3 separate regions of the Mus musculus genome follow, and regions 2 and 3 are each linked to region 1. The links are chromatin contacts, called in public ChIA-PET and HiChIP or PLAC-seq maps. All regions are on one chromosome and are shown on one strand. Each heading gives the region's core, a stretch centred on a gene start, on an enhancer-like site or on the middle of the called end of the contact. The rest is flanking DNA. Distances are from core to core; before and after follow the strand shown. Region 1 holds the start of Snhg17 (small nucleolar RNA host gene 17). Region 2 overlaps Gm34458 (a long non-coding RNA gene). Region 3 has its middle 13 kb from the start of Gm34514.

Region 1 (4,210 bases), core at 1,188-3,687:
TGCCAGATACAGGAGGAATACAGCAATGACAAACAGGAGTAGCAAGAAACAACCCAGAAACAAAACCCCAGGGGTTGTGACTCTCTGTAGTACATCTGTCACAGCTGTGCAAAATGGTGGATCACTTCCAGAAAGTTCACTTCCCCCCACATGGCATCTTCCAGGTCAGCCTGCTTAATTTAGTGAGATCCATCTCAAAGTTAAAATATATATATATATATATATTTTGCATTGGTGTTTTGCCTGCATGTATGTCTGCATGAGGGTGGGCAATCTCTGGGAACTGGAGCTACAGATAGTTGTGAGTTGCCACGTGGATGCTGCAAATTGAACCTGAGTTTTCTGGAAGAGGAGTCAGTACTCTTAACTGCTGACCTATCTCTCCAGCCCCTCAAAATTAAATTTTAAAAGAGGGCTGGTGTTTGGGCTTAGTGACAAAGCAATCACCTAGCGGGGGTGAAACATTTAGTGCTGGTTTAACCTCCAGTATCCAGAAAGAAAGAAAACTCCAATATGATGACATCAGTTGCCTTCTCATTGCTCTGTAAGATACGCTGACAAAAGCGAGCTGATCGGGAAGGAAGCTATTCTGGCTCCCAGTTGGAGGGTACAGTCTATCATGGGAGAGGGGTTCTGGTTGAGATGGCTGGTCATGCTGCATTCAAAGCTGGGACACAAAGAGTAACAATTGCTACTGCTCAGCTAATTCTCCACTGTTCAGCTCAAGACCCCAGACCAGAGAATGGTGCTGTCCACACCCAGTTAAGGTGGGCTTTCTCATCTTGTTTGGTATAATCTAGATCATTCCTTTACAAACAAGCCCAGCAGCTAACTTAATCTTGGTGTCCCTAACAGATGTGCCTAGCCTATTGTCTTCTAGGTGATTCTGAATCCTGTCAAGTTGGCAATATTAACCATGACAATGCTGACACAATATCTTGTTACAGTATTAAATTCATAAAAATACATCTACCTTTTGCCTTAATTTCTTAAAAAAAGATTTATTTATTTAATGGATAGGAGTACACTGTAGTTGTCTTCAGACACACCAGAAGAGGGCATCAGATCTCACTGTAGAAGGTTGTAAGCCACCATGTGGTTGCTGGGAATTGAACTCAAGACCTCTGGATGAGTGGTCAGTGCTCTTAACCGCTGAGCCATCTCACCAGCCCTAAAAAATATATATATATATATTTAATATATATTTAATATATATTTATATATATATTTAATATATATTATATATATATATATTAAATATACTTATTTAATATATTTAATATATAATACATATTTAATATATAATATATATTTAATATATATTTTAATAATATATATATATATTTTTTAATGGTTTTTTGAGACAGGGTTTCTCTGTATAGCTCTGGCTGTCCTGAAACTCACTTTGTAGACCAGGCTGGCCTCAAACTCAGAAATCTGCCTTCCTCTGCCTTCTAAGTGCTGGGATTAAAGGTGTGCGCCACCACGCCTGGCTTCCTTCCTTCCTTCCTTCCTTCCTTCCTTCCTTCCTTCCTTCCTTCCTTCCTTTCTTTCTTTCTTTCTTTCTTTCTTTCTTTCTTTCTTTCTTTTAATGCTATGCCTGCGAGTGTTTTGCCTGAAATACTATGTGTACCACTTTTACAGGCAGTGTTTACAATGTACAGAAGAGGGCGTCATATCCCCTAGAACTGGAGTTACAGACAAACATTAGGCTCTCTGTATGAGTACTGGGAATTGAACTCAGGTCCTCTGCAATTGCTTTAAGTCACTGAGCCATCTCTCCAGCCCAGACTATCTTTTGTCTTTAAGTCACCCTTAGAGGCGGAAGAGATGGCTGGCTCAGAGGTCATTTGGACTCTTTCAGTGGAGTTCCTTCTTCAGCCCCAAGGGCAGAGCTGCTGTACATAGGGCCAAGAGCCACATTTGGCCTAGGATCCAAGCAGAGTTTGGGAGTATGAAGACTTGGAAACACGTGAGCTCCTTCTCAAACATCTGTCTCTCATCTGTTACTTGGATCAGGACTTTTCTGGTTAAGGGAATCGTCCCATCGGCCTTATGATTTTTAGGTAGACTTTTAGCAAAGCATTCATTCTTTGCTCTCATCCCTTCCACATGCCAGTCTCAAGCCACTACTGACCTCGTGTGGTGGTGTTTAAAGTCATCATTTGTTCCTTTGTGACACCACTGAGCCATGTGCTGTGGAATCAGTAGTTTGTAAGAGAGGTCTGCTTCAGAACAAACAGAAAAAATACGGCAAACGAGAGACAGTTTCCTCCTAAAACGTATCATTGTTTAAAAAAAAAAAAAAATTAACTTAATATGTTCAAACAGTTGTTAGTCTCCTCTCCTCGTGGGGGCGCTGGAGGGCCCGCCGCTCGGAGATGCTGCTCTAGGCTGCAGCGTGCTTTGTCATTTGTTCTTCCGCCAGCGCCCATCGTGAAGACCACAGTTTCCTGTCGCGTGGATGTGTTTCCTCTCTGGCCATTGCCATCCGCCCAAATCTACAGACATCCCGCATGTTCCCGGGCTCGTCTCCCCAATACAGGGCACCAAGGTGAGTGCAAGGTGCATGGGCAGCGCCGTTTCCTCCATCAAGGAAACCGGGCTGCGGGCCGTCGGTGGGCGGCTGGTCTGCTGGGTCTAGAGGAGGGAGGGCCTCAAGCCGCGTGCTTTTCACCGTCTGAGTATCTGAAGCCTCAAAGCCATGTCTGTCGCCTACAAAAAGTGGGTCGGTGTTTACGACCTGTGTCCCATGTTTTTAGCATCCTACCAAGGCGAATCCATTGACCAGGATTTAAGTTGAGACTCCCCCAGGACCCCGGGTGCAGCATCTGGGTCCCCCTGCCCCGCCCTGCCTTGCGCCGCAGCCGCTTCCGTTGTCCTGCCAGGCTGTAGACTGCGCAGCCCTCCTGGAGACAGATGGAAGCTCCTTGGGTCGACAGATTACAGCTTCTGGAACCCCCTACTCCCTTCAACTCCGAGATGGACACCCACTGTCCAGGGAGAGGATGCCTGGGTAAGTGCTCTGCTATTCGGGAGCAACTTGAAGCCCGGGTGCCTGTAATTGGCCTTCCCATGGGTACCAGCAGAGGGGTGGTGTGGAGTTCTGATTACTACTTTTGAGGAGGTCGACAAAGCCACTGTGCAGAGAGAAGCTCGGTGAGGGCTCGAAATAACCAAGGGCAAGATTCTGGGGACAGTTCTGTTCCATGTTGCATAGTGGGGATTACAGAGGAAAGGGGGGGGTGTCTATGCTCCGTGGTTTGCTACCTGGCAGCTTTTGTGTTTGGGATTCTGGGTGCTTTCCCAGGTAACTGGGTGCTGTTCATGTGGCTCACCTGGGCTTATTGTATTTGCAGAAATAACAGCTGGGATCTACAGTGGCCAAAGAGTTGTCTCCGTCTTGCTACATCGACAAACTGGTGCTCCTGAGTGAGGATTGTGCCCTGGGATGGGGGATTCAGTTTCTTCATTTATAGTTGGAAGTGGGTGAAGGTGAGGTGAGGCTGGGTTCTTTGAGGTGTGCCTGCTTGTTGCTGTACCCACTTGGGATCTGTGTCTTGTGTGTCCTGTGTTCCCACTGTCGCTTCTGTACCCTTCTGCTTTACTCTGGTGGGTGGAGAGCAGAATGGAAAGGAGCCAGAAGATTTTGGGGGTCATATGCACCATCCAGATTTCAGCCACTGCTCTCTGCTGGCTTCCGGGCCTTGTCTGGTTCTTGATTTCCTCATCTGAAAAATGGGACTACCTCTGTGACATAAGAGTCCTGTCACCTCAGTTCTGCCAGCTGGGCAGGTTGCATTGATCTAAGACAGCAAGTGCTGAGCCTACTGCAGGTCTCGTGGCCAGTGCTTATTAGAACTGTCACCTCCTCCCGGCCAGTCTTCCGAGCTCTCCTTAAGGAACAGCTGTTGCTCAGTTAGGAGCAGCCTCTTTCCTTTGTTGGCTGTCTGGCTGTTGCCTATCTGTCCATCTCTTTCCAGTTTAACCATTACCCAGCTCTTGGCCATAGTCTTCCTTGCCCTCTGCCCCTGTATTCGAAAGTGATTGTGGGCTGCCTGTGCCCTGGTCATTGATACTGCAGGGAGAGGATTTGGAAAGCCTTTCCCCGTGTTTGGAGGATCCACACTCGTCCTTGCCAAACCCTGGTGCTTTCCCACATTGCCCGCTGCCTGCCGTTCTGGCACTTCTGGGAAGCAAAGGTAGGGAG
Region 2 (4,210 bases), core at 783-3,282, 250 kb after region 1:
AGAGAAATGACCTGAGAAATGACACTGGAGGGTTGGCATTTGGTGCACACACATAAACACACACACACATACACGCACTCCTACACAAATACGTACACACACAAATGCAAAATAACTCCCAACCCCTTGACCAGGGTATCAAGTCCATTCCTTGGACACTTAGCGTGACTTGGACATTGGGTCAGTAAGCAATGTCTAGAAGACAGAAACAGCCAGCAAGATGGCTCAACAGCTAAAGGTACCCACCACCAAGGCTGATGACTGAATGCAAGTGGCAGAAGGAGAGGACCAACTCTTGGAAGTTGTCTGTGTTCTTCACATGCACGTGCATACACTAGATGGATGGATGGATGGATGGACGGACGGACGGACAGACAGACAGACAGACAGACAGATAGATAGATGATAGATAAATGATAGATAGATAGATAGATGAATGATAGATAGATAGATAGATAGATGATCGATATGTGATAGATAAATGTAACTTTTATTTATTATTTGGTAATTTCTTACTACTATTACTATTAGTTGCTGAAAGAAAGTGCAGAGGCAAGCTAGTCTGGTTAATCCTCCCTTATGTTGCCTGCTGGCAGATCCTTACCAGAGACCAGCCAGCAAAGGACTCTGGGAAACTCCTCCGGAAAACAGAGGTGGTCAGGCAAGGGAAAGGATGAGCTGGGTGGGGCCTCCTGTCATTGACTCTATCCGTCAGCCCCATGTGCAGAACTCTTACTCAGCTTCCAGAACGCAGCTCCAAGGAGGGCCCCTCTCTGAGGCGTTCCTAGGCTGCTGACAGATGCTTCGGCCTCTGCACATCTTAGGCAGATGTTTATGCAGGTGACAGCTGGGGCTATGAACAGTCATTTCTGCACCTGCCTGAGTTCTGAGTGCTCTGGGGCAGGGACAGACTCACAGCAAGAGGCTCCTGGGAAAACTCAAGGCTGCCAACTCTAGCTCGATGCCTGCCTGTTCACTCCTAACACAGAGGGACCAACCTGACCCAGCCAGCTCTGCTGTATATAGCTCAGCTGGCTTGAACCTCTTCTCTTGTTTACCCCACCCCCAAATAAATACATCTACTTAGTGCTTGTTCCATGTGATCAAAGAACACACCCTCAGCGTCAGGGTGAAGGCTGAGCTAGAAAAGTGCCTGTCACACAAGCGTGAGGTCCTGAGTTTGAATCCTCATCACGCACACACAGAAGCTAGGCACACAGCACCCAAGCTCATAGTCCCAGCACCGAAGGATGAAACTAAGCAGGTGAGACATGTGGATCTTGGGGCCAGCCAGTCTAGCTAAATCAGTAAAATCTGGGCTCAGTGAGAGACCCTGTCTCCAAAAAATATATAAGCTGGAAAGCCACTGAGGAAGAGAGCTGTTGACCTCTGGTCTCCATGTGCATATATACATACATATATATATATATATATATATATATATATATATATAGAGAGAGAGAGAGAGAGAGAGAGAGAGCAGTCCATTGTCTATTTAGAATACAAACGTTTCAATAAAAGCTTAGAGAAATAGAGCCGTTTGCACAGGACAGATGCCTGTGGCTTCCATTGTGAGTCTTCAATGGCAAGGCAGAGTGTCTCAAATGTGCTTATATGGCACGTTCCTAAGTCTTCCTCTGGGATTTTAGGAACCCTAAAGGTTATGCCATTTTACCTATTTGTAGATACAGAAACAGAGGGACAGAGAGGTTAAGCAATTTGCCCCAAGTCACACAGCTGGTAGGTTGCAAAATTGAGCCTTGGTCTACACAGGCAGCTATGTCCAGCACAGAGCGTGGTGGAGAAAGCCCTGTTCCTCCCAGGACTCTTCCTGCTTACCAGGGACTGGGACTTCTGGGATGGAGACCTTCATACATGCCTGGCAGCGTCATGGAATAGGGGGTGTTGGGTTCATCTTCCCACCCCCAAAAGCTTCTTTCCTTTCCAGCTGCTCTTGTTTACCTAGGGTGCCTGCCAGCTCACCCCTCAGCCTCCTGCCAAGCCTGGAATTTCAGAACGCTGATGAAGTCCAAGAGGGAGGTTGGGGCGGAGCCAAGCCAGCGCCTCCTCTAAGTACGTTTACCTTGGGGCTGGGGCAACCAGGAACCCAGTCAAAAGAGCCAGAGGACATGTAGACGGGACAAAGAAAACATTTGTTCAGAAAGCCAGCAAACCAAAGATGGAGGAGGTATCTTCACACAAGACCACTGTGCCTGGGATGCGGGCAGGGAACAGAGGGCCCTGTGAGCAGTTGGGGGTGGGGTGAGCCTTTCTCCTGAGCGGCCTTATCTGCAGGCCACTGGGTATTCTGGGTTCAGCACTTCTACAGAAAAGTTACTGATTAGAGAAATGTGTGACTTGTGTCTCTTGGGTTCCTTTACTGGCAAATGTTTATTCAATAATTAACTTATTGGGCCCCAAAAGGCTTTCTCCAGAGGACAAGGAAAGGGAGAAGCCACTTTAGAAGCCACCGGGAGGAAAAAAGAGAAGTCATATAAGTCGCCATTAACAGCCAGGCCAGGGGTTGTTAAGCACAGGTCTGAGCAGATATTTAGGGACCATGAACACCATGAAGCCCGTGGGTTCTGTGTCAAGTGGGAAAAGAAATAAGCCATCAAAATGAGAAGCTGTGCCCACGGAAGTCGTGTCCAGCCTTGAACAGGACCAGACTCTCAGTGAGTGTTGAGAAAATTTACAGACACAAAAAGCTGCTCTGTAACTCTGTTCCCATGAATCCACAGCTACTGTCAGAGCCGTGGAATCTCAGGTCACAGACTTACCCAAGACCCAGCAGTTAGAGAGGAGTTGTCCCACCGCTCTCTGAAGAATGGCCTAAAGAGAGGAGGGGAGAGGATGTGGGGAGGACAGGAAAGGGGCAGGCTTGTTTCCAGGACCCTGGACATTGGAAGCCTTGGGTTTATCCACACACTGTTTCCCCATTAGTAGCCTGAGAAAGTCAGGCTCAGAAGACCAAAGTGATAAGTAAGGAGTTTTTCGTACTTATTGTATGAACCAGAAAATCCATGAGAAAAGCACCCGTGGACACAGAAAGATGTTCAGTGATGTTGTCGGTGCCGTCATCCGCAGGAGAGAAAAAGTGAAAGCAACCCACCTGCCCACTAACTTAATTAAGAGACCAATAAACTATGCTGTATGGACCATGGAGTATTACTTGGCAGTGAAAAGGAACGAAGCCCTGATACACGCTACAGTAAGGACAGAAATAGGCTAAGTGGAAGAAAACAGAAACCAAAGCTGTCAGAATGTGTGATGCACCTATAGAGAGGAAGGAGACAGGTGGCTGCCTGGGCCTTGAGATGCGGAGGGATGGGGAGTTGGAACTAGGGGATTATGGGAATTCTGTAGACTGTCTTCATGGGTGCAGTTGTCTGGACTGGAGGCCATTGAACTAACTTGTACGGCATGTGAGTTCTATCTCAATAAAGCCATCTAAATGATTAGTATGAGCAGGGGAAGGGAGAAGGCTGAGCTGAGAGCCGCAGCCTGGGTTCTGTCTGGGGGATTTGCTTGGGCATGCTCAGTAAACATCCCATTCCCTTCCGGCTTCTTTGTTTTGTGAAATGAGGGAGCAGAGAGGAGGTGGTGCCGTCCGTTTGAGGGTACGGTGCATTCTGTAGACAGTTGTCCGTGATTACGGGTACTCCTGCCCACTGGGTAAAGTCAGAGGGTCCCTGGGGCCTTCGTAAACCCTTAATCGTTCAGTACCATGTCCATTCCAGCCAGCTGCAGGTCACACTTGATCTACACCCTTCACGATGGCTAACGAGCTGCCTCTAGACAGTGTCCTCAGCTGCTGTCCTATAGCAAGAAATATGAAGCATCTTAGTTAGTACATGCCTGTCATCTCGGCTCTGAGGTTAGGCAAGAGGATTGTAAGTTTGAGGCCAGCCTGTGCTACATGGTGAGGCCCTGTCTCTGAAAAAGAAAGTGAAGACAACCAGAGGCAAAGGTCCAGCCTTGTCAGTTTTACATCCACTCCTCCAGACTTGTTCTGGAGCAGACAGACAGACAGACCAAAGGAAAATGCCAGCTAAGTCAGCCAGAGCGGCAATTTACCTTCATTTGCTGAGATTACTCTTTTCACAGAAGGGAAACTGAGGCATGGATGGGCGCAGGATGTGCTTATAGCAAAGAATAAGGGCAAAAGCTGAGCCCACCCCATTTCGACTCTTCTTGGGAGAGATGAGTG
Region 3 (4,210 bases), core at 484-2,983, 190 kb after region 1:
CGGTGCCTGGACTCAGACACCAGCCAGCCTCGGTCACTGAGGCAGTGTGAGTTTAAGTCAGCAGGTCTCCGGGGGGCATTTTACAATTTATAAGGTTATTTTGGATGTCACAACAATTAAGGAATTAAGGGTCGTAGTGATATTTTGGGTCCAAGAATCAGGGATCCTGGGTCTCGCCAAAATGTCCGAAACCATCTCTTCCTCTCCTCCAACAGAGCATTCCCTGACTTCCTTCACTACGCTCAAACGCCCACTAACAAACAACAACAACAACAAAAAACAAAAACAAAAATTAAAAAAAAAAAACACACCACAAATCTAAACAGATCAGGTTTTCATCCACAGCAGAGCCAAAGGACTTTGCAGGAAGTCAAAGAAGGACTCTAGCTCGGGAACAGGTTGTTACTGACAGAGAAGCAGACATGGGACAAGAACGGTGACTCAGTTTCTGAATCATTTTCTCATTCCACACAGCCCGTCTGGTCAGAAAGTTGGACCATCTCCAATGGCAGAGTTATAGGAAAAGGGTTCTGAGCGTGGCTCTAATTCCTGCAAGCATAGCAAAACCAATGTGTGGGGGATGGAGGGATGAGGCTCCTACAGGCTTAGTAGTGTGCCACTGGCTTCCCCATAGGCTTAGCATCCAGTTCTAGTGTGCCACTGGCGTCCCCATATCACTGGGTAGATGGTGGATTCTTGTGATTCGTCCCCTCTTCCAAATAAGGGATGTGGTCACATGAGGCTTGGTGCAGACATGAGGCATCTCTGAGCTAGGGGTGCACTTTCTAATTGTGACATCAGCTGGGAACTGCGTATCTCTGTTCTCCGGGGGCCCTTGCTGACTCTCTGCAGGTGACATGTGCCATGTGTCTTCCTGCATGCTCTCTTTTTTCAGCTACAGTTATTTCTCCTCCTCTGGCCACATGCAGATGAGCACAGGCTATTATGCCCTGCCCTGATAGCAGGCATTATTTTCCTTTCCAGCTGAAACCCTTCTTTTCATCTTCCTGATTCCTGGGTCTAAGGGTCGCTGGGCTGCTCACCTCCTTGGAATCTGAATTTACTCATTATGTGTGACCCCGAGTCTGATATTTTCTTATCCCTTCCTGGGTGGTTGTTCCCAAGATTATATTGAAACACATTATCTTATTATAAGTAACTTCCTTTCTATTCCTTCTTTATATGATTGGTGTGTGTGCGTGTGTGTTTTATTACCCATGAGTTCCATTTCAAAAGTAAGATCAAGCACTTAATATAAATAAAAAGGCTTGGGTAATTACACTTGTGGGTTCAGGCTTGGGAGCTGAAAGCAGGAAGATCAAGAGTTCCAAGTCATCCTAGCTACATAGCAAATTTGAGGCCATCCTTGGCTACATGAGACACTGTAGTTCATTCAAAACCAAATGAAACCAAAAGTAAAGCTTCAACTAGAAACTGTTCACATATGCAAGAACATTTGTGTTCTAACCACTCCTAACAGCCCCAAGTGGGAAAAGTGTCACACCCGTCAGAGCTGAAGGGATTCGCGCCCTGAGGTGAGACAACCCAAGAACTCTGTGTACCACAGAAGAGGAGCCAGGCATGACTGTCCACAGAGACACAGAGAGAAGCATCACACTCAAACATGGGAGCGAGTGGAAGATCCAGGAAGGAAGCTAGATCCACCTACACAGAGCTCTAGAGGAGGCTGGTTAATTCTGCACTGCCAGACAGCAGGGAGGTGCCTGCAGGCCTTTGTGGTCAGTGACCCAGTGAAAGCGAAAGGGGACTTACAGGAAGATGTGTGGCGCCCCACTTCCTGATCTGGTTTGTCAGTGTGTGAAAACTCACCAGGCTGTTCACTTGTGAGCACTTCCTTGTGTGTATGCCAGTACTAAAGCTTTTCAGCGAAGTACAAAACAGAACCGTATGTGTGTGTGATGATAAATGATAGACAGACGAATAGATACATAGATCAATTTACAGATAGACTATTGATACAGGCTTGATCCTCAGGGTAGACCAACAGGCTAGAGTCAGGAAGGAGATGATATAGCTATTTGAATCAGAAGTCAGTCTATGGGCAAGGACCTCCCTCTGGAGTAACTGAATGGAGGCTCGTTGGCTATAGTTTCCTGACTTAAATGTTGGATGTTGGGGTTGGGGAGATGGCTCAGTGGGTAAGAGCACCCGACTGCTCTTCCGAAGGTCAGGAGTTCAAATCCCAGCAACCACATGGTAGCTCATAACCATACGTAATGAGATCTGACTCTCTCTTCTGGAGTGTCTGAGGACAGCTACAGTGTACTTACATATAATAAATAAATAAATAAATAAATAAATAAATATCTTTTAAAAATGTTAGATGTTTGTTTGTCTTGTCTGAAACAATAACAACAACAAAACAGAAGACGTCTATAGAAACAGTTAGGATCTTACCCAATCAAATAACAGTGTAGCATGACCTAGTTAACTGGACACTTCAAATGAACAAGCATAATGTTACTCTTTAACAAAACAGTCATTAAGGGGTGGGGAGCTTCCTACTAACAAGTTTGTGAATAGCTAACATGAACAATGCTCCCAAGAGGCCTTGTTATAGTTATGGTTGCTGCAGAGCCATGCCCACCCTGTGAGCAGAACCGCAAGAACTAGGTCAAAGGAGAGAACGTGCCCATGAGCCCCTGTCCTCTGCTTGCCAGGGTAACCTGGAGAAATTTGGCTACTTTTGCTATCAGACTTGGGAATCCCAGCCTATGGCCCAAGCCAGGTTCAACCACCCGTGTTCAGCAAGCTAATTAAAGGAGCCAAACCGTGGGCTGGAGTGATGGCTCAGTAGTTAAGAGCTCTTGTTTTTGAGTTTGATTCTCAGCATCCACAGGCCAGCTTACTGCCATCTGTAACTCCAGCCCCAAGGGATCTGACATGCTCTTCTGATCTCCGAGGACACTGTGCATGTCAAACATACATACAGACAAAACACTCAACATATGTAAAATAATATATAAATCTAAAAGGTTTTAAAAGAAGCAGGAAAGAGAGGTTTACTCGGTGTGTCCACACTGAGAAGAGATCTGGGAAACGCTCCCCCCCCCCCCCAGAGACTTTTACTTTGGTGGTCCTAAAGTGGAGGTGAACGTTATGAACAGAAAACCAATGATATGTACATAGAAAACGATCCTAGCTAGTCAGGGTGTGGTCCTGCTGGTCTCTGACTGTGTCTGGGATTCAGTCTCATCCTGCAAGGAAGTCTGACAAGTTGGTAGAACATCGTGGATTCTCTTTCAGAGACAAGTTCCCCTCAGGCTTGTCCCAAAGGAGAGTCCTGGGGGAAAATCCCATTTCTTTGGGATCGACTGCTTTAATAATCTGTCCCTTTAGAGTGTCTTCTTAGAATATCTTGATTTCTTCCAGCCCTGGGACATTTCTGAAAGGTACATCTTCACAATGACCTGGGCAAGAATGAAGGAGCATCCTTGGGATTCCAGCATTGGCGAGGCTAAAGCAGGAAGGTTGCTAGCTCAAGTCCAGCCTGGGCTACACACTCAGTCTCGACGAGCAAAACACAAACAAAGATACCAAAAATATCTCTTTTTGCAGATGCTGTCAGCTTATACAGGGAAGCGGGAAGAGATCCGCAGGACATTATTAGAACTAATGAGCCACTTGGGTAAGGTTGAGGGACACAAGATCAATGTACAAAATCAATGGTATTTCTACACCCTGGCGGTGAACGGTCTGAAATGAAATTAAGAAAGCAATTTTTAGTTCCGGCAGCAGCCAGAAGAATAAAATACTCAGGAACAAATTTAATGAAAGTCCATGGCTTGTATAATAAAAACCATAGAGCATCGCTGAGAACAGAGAGAGCCCGGGATAGGGAGAGGAGGTCAAAAGTCAGACCAGCAGGTGCTCACCGGCAAGATGGTGGCACTCCCCACAGCCATCTAAAGTCAATACAAGCTCTGTTGATCAAGGGGCATCACGGGAGGGGGGCATTAGAACAAAGCATAAAGGCGCATGTGCAGAAGTGCTGTGTTGAGACCCATTACTCTGAGCAGTAACCTAAGAATTAAGACAGAGAAGTCTGTGATGTGTCTACCGTGCAAGCATGACATCCTGAATTCAACCCCTGAGAGCAATATGGGGGCAAGGAAGAACTCACTCTTGAAGGTTTTCCTTTGATCTCCACATTACTGCCATGGCACATGGATGCATGAATGTCTTACCT

Evidence for each region. ChIA-PET counts read pairs in DNA pulled down with a chosen protein or histone mark. HiChIP or PLAC-seq counts read pairs in DNA pulled down with a chosen protein or histone mark.
Region 2: a FOXA1 HiChIP or PLAC-seq map of pancreatic cancer cells shows a contact between it and region 1. The contact joins the enhancer-like site here to the promoter of Snhg17 in region 1. A contact is called at or near these places in 9 of 39 promoter capture datasets (the 3T3-L1 cell line, 3T3-L1-derived adipocytes, frontonasal cranial neural crest and 4 more), 1 of 15 datasets of contacts at CTCF or cohesin (embryonic stem cells), 26 of 484 Hi-C or Micro-C datasets (the AML12 cell line, B cells, the BV-2 cell line and 20 more) and 5 of 115 datasets of contacts at active chromatin or transcription factors (astrocytes, bone marrow-derived dendritic cells, bone marrow-derived macrophages and 2 more).
Region 3: an RNA polymerase II ChIA-PET map of memory CD8 T cells shows a contact between it and region 1, with 59 read pairs. The contact joins the enhancer-like site here to the promoter of Snhg17 in region 1. A contact is called at or near these places in 2 of 39 promoter capture datasets (the 3T3-L1 cell line and neural stem cells), 1 of 484 Hi-C or Micro-C datasets (embryonic stem cells), 3 of 115 datasets of contacts at active chromatin or transcription factors (embryonic stem cells, memory CD8 T cells and pancreatic cancer cells) and 2 of 9 other capture datasets (adipose tissue and liver).

The regions. Positions count from the first base shown.
Region 1 is chr2:158,359,749-158,363,958 of GRCm38.p6, reverse strand. Snhg17 (small nucleolar RNA host gene 17) reads left to right here and starts at 2,437. Exons shown (of 6, transcript NR_027887.1): 1 at 2,437-2,554; 2 at 2,889-3,016; 3 at 3,360-3,495. It overlaps LOC115489589 (a small nucleolar RNA gene), which reads left to right and starts at 4,030; the gene lies at 4,030-4,161. RefSeq lists a cis regulatory region at 2,229-2,505.
Region 2 is chr2:158,111,768-158,115,977 of GRCm38.p6, reverse strand. It overlaps Gm34458 (a long non-coding RNA gene), which reads right to left. Exons shown (of 2, transcript XR_001783529.1): 2 at 3,153-3,819. Among named protein-coding and RNA genes, the nearest start is that of Gm34458, 8.6 kb to the right of the region's middle. Within about 2 kb of position 2,032, at least 105 of the 459 cell types and tissues checked have an H3K27ac peak or open chromatin away from gene starts, as enhancers often do. A contact at or near this core is called in 3T3-L1-derived adipocytes, the AML12 cell line, the Ba/F3 cell line and 4 more, where this site is marked.
Region 3 is chr2:158,164,339-158,168,548 of GRCm38.p6, reverse strand. No RefSeq gene overlaps it. Among named protein-coding and RNA genes, the nearest start is that of Gm34514, 13 kb to the left of the region's middle. Within about 2 kb of position 1,733, at least 152 of the 459 cell types and tissues checked have an H3K27ac peak or open chromatin away from gene starts, as enhancers often do. A contact at or near this core is called in adipose tissue, liver, memory CD8 T cells and 1 more, where this site is marked.